Regions from separate parts of the Mus musculus genome. Here all the other regions are linked to region 1. A link is a contact called in public ChIA-PET and promoter capture Hi-C data. All regions are on one chromosome and are shown on one strand. Each heading gives the region's core, a stretch centred on a gene start, on an enhancer-like site or on the middle of the called end of the contact. The rest is flanking DNA. Distances are from core to core; before and after follow the strand shown.

The links. Promoter capture Hi-C pulls out the DNA fragments that hold promoters and counts their contacts. ChIA-PET counts read pairs in DNA pulled down with a chosen protein or histone mark.
Region 2: a contact with region 1 is called in a promoter capture Hi-C map of the HPC-7 cell line, with 3 times the contacts expected there. The contact joins two enhancer-like sites. A contact is called at or near these places in 7 of 39 promoter capture datasets (the C10 cell line, the HPC-7 cell line, embryonic stem cells and 4 more), 1 of 15 datasets of contacts at CTCF or cohesin (the NIH/3T3 cell line), 9 of 484 Hi-C or Micro-C datasets (the Ba/F3 cell line, CD4 T cells, CD8 T cells and 5 more), 1 of 115 datasets of contacts at active chromatin or transcription factors (bone marrow-derived macrophages) and 2 of 9 other capture datasets (adipose tissue and liver).
Region 3: a contact with region 1 is called in an RNA polymerase II ChIA-PET map of memory CD8 T cells, with 38 read pairs. The contact joins the promoter of Pcyt1a here to the enhancer-like site in region 1. A contact is called at or near these places in 2 of 39 promoter capture datasets (the C10 cell line and neutrophils), 1 of 484 Hi-C or Micro-C datasets (nephron progenitors) and 7 of 115 datasets of contacts at active chromatin or transcription factors (the 230-238 cell line, bone marrow-derived macrophages, effector CD8 T cells and 3 more).

What each region holds. Positions count from the first base shown.
Region 1 is chr16:32,199,246-32,202,163 of GRCm38.p6, forward strand. No RefSeq gene overlaps it. Among named protein-coding and RNA genes, the nearest start is that of Bex6, 21 kb to the left of the region's middle. Within about 2 kb of position 1,601, at least 110 of the 459 cell types and tissues checked have an H3K27ac peak or open chromatin away from gene starts, as enhancers often do. A contact at or near this core is called in the 230-238 cell line, CD8 T cells, the HPC-7 cell line and 5 more, where this site is marked.
Region 2 is chr16:32,057,651-32,060,542 of GRCm38.p6, forward strand. The region is part of intron 1 of Pak2 (p21 (RAC1) activated kinase 2); the gene reads right to left. Among named protein-coding and RNA genes, the nearest start is that of Gm26419, 6.8 kb to the right of the region's middle. Within about 2 kb of position 1,366, at least 109 of the 459 cell types and tissues checked have an H3K27ac peak or open chromatin away from gene starts, as enhancers often do. A contact at or near this core is called in CD8 T cells, the HPC-7 cell line, adipose tissue and 2 more, where this site is marked.
Region 3 is chr16:32,429,514-32,432,513 of GRCm38.p6, forward strand. Pcyt1a (phosphate cytidylyltransferase 1, choline, alpha isoform) reads left to right here and starts at 1,408. Exons shown (of 9, transcript NM_009981.4): 1 at 1,408-1,518.

The DNA.
Region 1 (2,918 bases), core at 351-2,850:
GATTGTGTGTTATTTCCATTCAGTATGTTAAATTTACTAGGGCAGCTAAATTGTCAAAAGGTCTTTTTCAGTATATGTTACAGAATTGGATGGCTGAATTTGAACAGATCCTTCGGGAATTGAGACTTCAGGTCAACTCCACGCGCTTGGACCTGTCCCTGACCAAAGGATTACCCAATTGGATCTCCTCAGCATTTTCTTTCTTTAAAAAATGGGTGGGATTAATATTATTTGGAGATACACTTTGCTGTGGATTAGTGTTGCTTCTTTGATTGGTCTGTAAGCTTAAGGCCCAAACTAGGAGAGACAAGGTGGTTATTGCCCAGGCGCTTGCAGGACTAGAACATGGAGCTTCCCCTGATATATCTATGCTTAGGCAATAGGTCGCTGGCCACTCAGCTCTTATATCCCACGAGGCTAGTCTCATTGCACGGGATAGAGTGAGTGTGCTTCAGCAGCCCGAGAGAGTTGCAAGGCTAAGCACTGCAATGGAAAGGCTCTGCGGCATATATGAGCCTATTCTAGGGAGACATGTCATCTTTCATGAAGGTTCAGTGTCCTAGTTCCCTTCCCCCAGGCAAAACGACACGGGAACAGGTCAGGGTTGCTCTGGGTAAAAGCCTGTAAGCCTAAGAGCTAATCCTGTACATGGCTCCTTTACCTACACACTGGGGATTTGACCTCTATCTCCACTCTCATTAATATGGGTGGCCTATTTGCTCTTATTAAAAGGATAGGGGGAGATGTTGGGAGCCGCGCCCACATTCGCCGTTACAAGATGGCGCTGACAGCTGTGTTCTAAGTGGTAAACAAATAATCTGCGCATGTGCCAAGGGTATCTTATGACTACTTGTGCTCTGCCTTCCCCGTGACGTCAACTCGGCCGATGGGCTGCAGCCAATCAGGGAGTGACACGTCCGAGGCGAAGGAGAATGCTCCTTAAGAGGGACGGGGTTTCGTTTTCTCTCTCTCTTGCTTCTTGCTCTCTTGCTTCCTGCACCCTGGCTCCTGAAGATGTAAGAATAAAGCTTTGCCGCAGAAGATTCTGGTCTGTGGTGTTCTTCCTGGCCGGTCGTGAGAACGCGTCTAATAACAAGGGCCCTCAGATCTTTGTTCTCATTTCCTTCCTGCACAGCCCCCCTTCCTGACTCCCCTTCCGGTTTGTAAGTTTCGGAGAAACTCTTGCTTTCAAGGGGCTTCCTCAGGGGGTGAACTAGAAACAGGAGACTCCAGAGCTGTCCCACGGGACCACTGCAGGCAGACTACAGGGTAACACAAGGCCAAATGATCTTCAGGGGGAGCGGCAAAATCCCATCTCTGGAAATGTCAACTGCACCGAGGAGAAGGATCGTCCGGAGTGCACTGGAGCAAGGAGGAGGGTTTCACGACCCCTAAAGCCCTTTGTAACCCCAGATGCCATCCCCCAGATGAAAACAGTGAAGCCAGAGGTGGTGAGGAAATGGAGATGCCAAAAGAGAGGCAGATGGGGAGGGGGGTCCCCGCAGAGTTCTCTTCTGCTTTCCGGTTTCCCTGGAGGGCTGGCTCTAGCTTCTCTGCCTGCCTCTGTCAATTTCCATCAGTGTCCGATTTCACTTGATAAGGAAGCAGAGGGAGGGGGAGGGGGCCTCACCAGGCTCTGCAGGGAACAGTAATGGCCCTGAAGCAGAAACAGGTGCTCCCTTCCTCGATGTCAACGCTTCCGGCCCCATCCCGGGCCATACAATAACAGCGGGGAAATTAAATTTAACAGGAGAGAAAACACAAGCCTAATTAAAGCAAGGGTTGTTTTGAACTCTGCAAATATACCGTGTAAAGCGGACAAAGAACCCCGGCCAGCCTATTTCCGAGTTCCAGAGAAGAAAGAACAATACAGTCAGGTCAACAAGCCGGGGGCCCTAGGGCCCCGTTGTCCTGGACAGGATATAAAGATGAATAGCTTCTTTTCTTACCCTCAAAATACTCCCAGGCTCCAACTGCACCAGAAAGCTAAACAACAAATGATAAGGAAATGTGCACTATAAAACATGCTTCGATCTGCGTTACCAGAAGACGATATGGAATCTCCCTGGAAATTGCAAGTAAACAGACTATATCCCAGATCCGTCGCATTCTCCCAGGGTGGTTCAGAGGCAGCTTTACAGAGCCCTACAGAAACGGTCTAAAACCTGTGTCCCTCGTCCCTCTTTGGTTCAGTCTAGAGCCAGTTTTAAAAGTAGGTCTCCCTCCCTCTCTCCTCCCTGAGGCGTATTCTCTCTGTGTAGCCCTGGCTGTCCTGGAATTCATTCTGTAGACCAGGCTGGCCTAGAACTCAGAAATCTGCCTGCCTCTACCTCCAGTGTGCTGGAAATAGGGACGTGTACCACAACAGCCTAGCTAGAAATGGTTACACATGAAACCATCTTCCATTAGCGCCTTAGTCTAGTACCTCAGTCATGTGAGGGGTTGGGACTGTGTTGTTACAATTCATTCACAGACCAGAGGCTGAGGTTCAGAAAGGGCCAGTGACTTCCCTGAAATCCAGCAGGTAAAATCATGCAAGAGACTGGTGACTTAGGCACTCTCTTGAGAGATCGTATTCTCCACAAAGCCTCTGCTGTGACATTGGTGTGGAAAGGTTATTTAGGGTGCTGTGCCTGTAGGTTTTGGTGAAAAAAACCAGAAGGTCCTAGAATCACATTTTCCGGGGATCTTTGCAGAATTCTTCATTACCTCTGTTTTGATACCCAACTACGCATGTCCTGTTCCCAGGCAACTTCCCTGTGGCATCCATGTGTGTACAATGCTACATGCCTGACTGCAGGTAGAGTCCTTGCCCTCCTACCCTGTCAACCAAAGATCCAGCAAGTGAATGAGAAGCATGGAGACATGAGAAACAGAAGCCCTTGCCTTCCAGGTGGTTGGAGGTAAATATGATGGAT
Region 2 (2,892 bases), core at 116-2,615, 140 kb before region 1:
TGTGTGCTTGTGTGAGTTTTGCCTGTGTGGGGTTGCTCGAGGTAGCCAAAAGAAGACATCTGATCCACTGGAGTTGGAGTTACTAGAGGCTGTGAGTCACCTAATGTAGGTGCCAATAACTGAACTTTGTCCTCTGGAAGAAGCTATCTAGTCCCCTTGTCTTTGTTATTTAATCTTCTTGAGAATGTGTAAGCACACATTTGGAGGTCAAATGGTAACTTCATGGATAAGCCCTTGCTTTCCATGTTTTGAGCCAGGGTCTCATTTACCGCTGTGCATGCCAGGCTATCTGGCTCATGAGTTTCTGAGGAATTCTCCTGTTTCCATCTCTCTCTTCTTGTTATAGGAACACCAGGAATATGTACTACTATATCTGGCTTTACATGGGTTTTGGGGATCCAAACTAAGGCCCTGACACTAGCTTGGCGTGTTTTACCCACCAAACCATCTCTCCAGACCTATTTTTGCTTTTAAATCATCCATCCATCCATCCATCCATCTATCCATCCATCCATCCATTCAGGATGCACATGAAGGAGTATGTTAGGTCAGCAAACAACTTGAAACAGTGAATTTGCTCCTTTCTGTGTGGGTCCTGAGGATCAGACTCAGGTCATGAGGCTTGGAGACAGCTACCCTGACCATCTGAGCTCTCATCCATCTTATAAAAACTGTGGAGGACAGTGGTAGAAGATCCCTACTTTACATAAATTCTGATGTAAAAGTACGTATGTTAGAAAATCAAACAACTCCTCAGTAAACAAGGTATTGAATGGTAATTGAATCTTGATCTTTTGTGAGAAAACTTTTATCTACAATAAAAATGAGGCCAACTAAATCCACACAAAATTTAAAATAAACTTTATTTCTTCAAGTTAGCTCAAATTCTAGGACTTGGAGAAAAGCAGCTATAACCTGAGAACCGAGAGATGAGAACATTCTTACTTCCCTCTGAGTCCCGCAGCTCTTCTTTCCTTCACACTCGCTACTTGCTCTGGGGCATTACTTTGACACACATTACCTGCCACATTTCACAGGCGAGTATCAAGAAGTAAGAGACTTACCTAAAACATGACACAGATCTAATCCTAGTACCAGACCCCAAGCCTTATAAAAACCGTGGAGTATAGCAGTAGAAGATCCCTACCTTACATAAATTCTGATATTAAATTATATGTTAGAAAACCAACATTCCTCATGCTTTTCTCTATACTAATCCAGTGTGCTGGATGACTTCCGGAACTGAATTATAACTGTGACAATTAGTCAATAACTTACGTCACTTTTCTCCCCCAAGTTCACTCAGCCCAAAGGGCAAGGACTGTGCATACCTTAGACAGGACTGCCGACTGACTCATGTTGACCATGCTCTGCTCCCCAGTGAAGCCTATCCCTCCTGAATGTAGCAGTCCTTTTCTCACCCAGCCGTTCACTAGACACAGATAAAGCAGGTCACACTAACAGGGTTACCTTTGAAAAGCTTGTACTTGCCCCTCACTGCTGACTTATGGCCTTAGTCTCTTTCCCACAACGCAGCTTTTTGTGCACTGCTCCTACAGACAGTGTTAAGTGCCTAAAAAGTGCCTGGTAAGGTCCCAATAAAATTCTTTAACCTTATATTTTAGACAGGTACAATAGACACAAAAACAACTCACAGGACTGGAGATGAGGCTTAGTTGGTAAAGAGTGCCTGCTTAGTGGTAGTCAGTCCCTAGCACTGTACAAAACCAGACAAGGGGCGCATGCATCCTACCACAGAGAGGTTGGAGGCAAGAACTTCAAAGTCATTCTTGGATGCATGAAGAGTTGAACACAGGGCTGGAGAGCTGGCTCAACAGTTAAGAGCACCAATTGCTCTTCAAAAAGTCCCAGCAACCACACAGTGGCTCACAGCCATCTGTGAAGAGGGATCTGATGGCTTCTTCTGGTGTGTCTGAAGACAGCATACTGTCTGTATACATACTGTATATATAGTACAGTATACTCATATTCATAAAAATGAATGAATGAATAAATAAATAAATAAATCTTTAAGAAAAAAAATAATTGAACACAGCCTAAGATACATGAAATCCTGTCCCCAAACCAAGTCAAACACACTTCATAATAAAATGATAATATAGCCTATATTGTTTTACCACTACTCAAAAATGCTGTATGAAAAAAAAAAAAGTAAGTAGTGCCTCTCTCCAATCCTTTCACTTTTTGATACTTTTCAGTAACAAACAAGTAGGCAAAACAAAAAGTGTGCCAAAACACACTGTACTCTCTAAGAGGCCCATTGTTTAACTGTGATGAGCCTCAACACAATTCCTCAATTGTGTTCTGAAGAAGACCAGAAGTAGCTAAATACACGACAGAAATAAGGAAGTGGTGTCTGGACTCAGTCAGTCTAACTAGTGGAAATGAATTTATATTATCTACTGGGATCAGCTATGACACAGAAGTGAAAAACACATTACCAGAAAACATGGTTCATGATGCAAAATTTTACTTTATGTTTTCAGGAACTTACTAATATAACAACACTGACCAGAACTCTAACAATCTCTTTCTACACTGACACCATGGCATCCCAAACCTTACGAACCTCTGTGAGCTTAAGTACAGATGAGAACGAGCCCCGACTACCTGCAGGTGCGGCCATACACTGAGTCAGAGGCTCCCACACTGGAAAGGAAGTGTTCACCAGAGTATGCCAGTCAGAACATCAGGCCAAGATGGCAAAGCTCCAAAGCAAAGACTTGATGCAGAGAGGTGTAGGAACGCAGAGAAGACTTGTAAGGAACTCAGACAAACACAAGTTCATGGGACTGATCAAAAGATTTATGTCATGGGGCCAGGGAGATGGCTCTATGGGCAAAGATACTTTCTGCCAAGCCTGACAACCTG
Region 3 (3,000 bases), core at 158-2,657, 230 kb after region 1:
CCATAAAAAGATTCCTAGGTTTCTATGTTAGCTACAGTCTAAACTACTACCTTTGTGATGCCCATCTTCCCCAGAGAGGCCCTTGGTGTCTCCTCCAGCTACGAAGTCCTTTTTTGGGGGCATTTTATCTGCCAAGTCCAAATACCTATTTGAACTTAAGTGTGTGTGCTAGCTTTTAATCATTTTTCTCCTTAGAAGCACCTCAGCAGATGCACAAGTTCACCCATCCTCTTTCCTCTCAGTTATCTTCAAGTAAAAAATGCAAACAAATACATAAAAGTCTACCCCCACCCCCCCCATCTTTCTCCTGTAGAGTTTTCTTCCCACTTGCCTTACAGCTACAGAATTGCACAGGGTGTGGCGGCTAATGACCGCACTCTAGAGTCTGAGGCAGGAGGTCCACTGCAAATTCAAGGCCGGCATGGGACAAATAGTAAGGTCCAGGCCAGTCTCGGCAACAGTAAAGGCCATGTCTGATAGTTACTTTTAATTCCCCTCAAAAAGTCTGGAGAGAGAGTTCAGTGGTTAAGAGTTAAAAGCACTTACTGTTCAATTAAGACTAGAATTAGCCCGGCAGTGGTGGTGCACGCCTTTAATCCCAGCACTGGGGAGGCACAGGCAGGTGGATTTCTGAGTTCGAGGCCAGCCTGGTCTACAGAGTGAGTTCCAGGACAGCCAGGGCTACACAGAGAAACCCTGTCTCGAAAAAACGAAAAAAAAAAAAACAAAAAACAAAAAACAAAAAACCAAAAAACCAAAAAAAACAAAACCCACTAGAGTTCAGGTCCCAGCACCCAGGTATTCACAAAGGCCCGTTAACTCTAGCTCCAAGACATGTCACCCCATTTATGGCCTCCGTGGACACACAAAATCTTAGAAGTGTGTTGTGTGTGTGTGTGTGTGGGGGGGGGGGACTCGGCCAAACAAAATCCCCCAAAAGCTCACCGTAGGAAGTTCGTTCCCTAGACTACAGCCTCCTTGTCTGTGCATTTTTGCCCTCGCCTCTACTCCTGCTCCACTACTTCCCGGGTCGATTTCTAGGCTCGTTTTCTGATGAGTCAACCCAGGTCCGAATAACTGGCAGACAGAGGATGAGCTCAGACCCGAGCTCGCCTGACCGAGCCGGCGGGCTCGAAGTCCTCGGGGAGGTCGGACATCGGAGCCCCAGCCCTGCGGAGAAGGCGAGGGGCAGCGGGCGCAGGGGACGCCGGGAGACCGGCGGCAGGAGGCGCCACACATCCGGAATTCCGAGCCCGCCGACCCCGCGCCTGCCTCCAGCGCTTCGGCTCAGTCACCCCACGCGCCCGGCCCCTCTGGAAGCGGAACTACTCTGTCAGGTTGTGGTTTTCAGGAATGCGGAGGTGGCATTGACAAGAGGGCGGGCGGGAGGCGGGACTTCCGGTCCGCAGTCCGGTCAGATGTTTCCCGGGCGTCTCCCCGCAACCCATTTGACTTCGCTAGTCGGTGACGCGGCGCGGGGAAGGGATCCGAGGGGGACCGGAGCCTGGAGGAGTTGAGGTAAGGAAACTCCGGGTAGTGGGTGCTTTGCGAGGACAAAGGCGGGCTGGGAGCGTGAGGGGGCTGCGACTGAAGAGTGGGCCAGTGACAGCTAGGGAAAGTGTGAAGCAGGAGGCTACTGTGACCGAGGTACAATGACAGCCAAGAGGACTGTGACCCAGGGGTGGCCGCTTGTGAGGGGTCTGTGACCCCCGGAGCAGTAAATGCGAGGGACTCTGACCTCGGAGAGCACGAGGCAGAGGCTGCGACGGGACCATGACCGAGTAAGTATGCAGCAGTGACTACCCGGGGACTGACTGATCGATGGATAGTGACTGAGGGGATTGATCCGAGGGACCATGAAGCAGCGGCTGCGAGGGCGCGCTCACCGACAAGCAGCGACTTTGAGGGCTGACTTGGAGGAGAATGTAAGATCAGGAATTGGGGGTGGTGCTTTGCACTTGTGTTTGTGTACAAAGTGTGAGTGAATGAGCGAGGGACCCACCCGGCACAGGTCTTACGAAGAAACCGCACTGGTGTGAGACCAGACCAGAGTTTGAATTTTACGGGCAAACTTCCGTGGGTGAGAAACTTAGTTCACCACTGAGCTAGTGTCTTCGTCAGTAAGCGGAAAGTTCAGAGTTGGATTATGCCACCCAACTCTGAGTCCCAGTTTACTATTGGGCTGTGAAGACAGTTTAGTTGGATGGCAACTAACTAAATACAGACAACTGGTCTACAATAGAAATCCCCGCTGTGTTCACATAGTAAGGATTTATAAAATAGGTTTCAGGTGTGTTTGCAATGATGCTATAAAGTTAGCTTCCTACATCTTACTACGTATGCAGTAAACGAGCTAAAGTTTGAAAACTGGGTGTGGTGATACACAACTAGAATTCAGACACCCAGGAGGCTGAGACAAGTATTTTCAGTTGGGCTTAAAAATTTTGGTGGACTTAAAGTGTTTTGGTTTTGTTTCTTTGCTCTTGCTTGTGAGTTTGTTTCTTCAAGTCAAGGTGTCTCTATGTAGCCCTGGTTGTCCTGGAACTCCCTCTGTAGACCGGGCTGGCCTTGAACTCAGAGATCTGCCTATTTCTGCCTCACCAGTGCTGGCTCTGAGGCATTAATACAGGATCTCACTATGTATAGCCACTGACCTGGAACCATCTAGACCAGGGTGGCCTTGAACTCACAGAGACTCCTGGCCTCTGCCTCAAGATTAAAGGTGCATGCCACCATGTCTAGCTTTTTGCTGTTGTTGCTTTTTTAGTTTGAGAAGTAGTGGGTTTGGATTATTTGAGGTTTTTCTTTCTGTAATGATTCTATGATTAAGGAACTGCAGAGAAGTAAGTGTAGAGTGAGTTAGGAACTGGGACCTGTGCTGGCCACAGGCTCCAACAGATGGCCTTAACTGGAGAAAGCTATTTGACCGTAATCAAGATAGCTAGTTATGATTGAGGACTAAAACACAATTTTTGTTGGGAGAGCCAAAAGCTATATTGA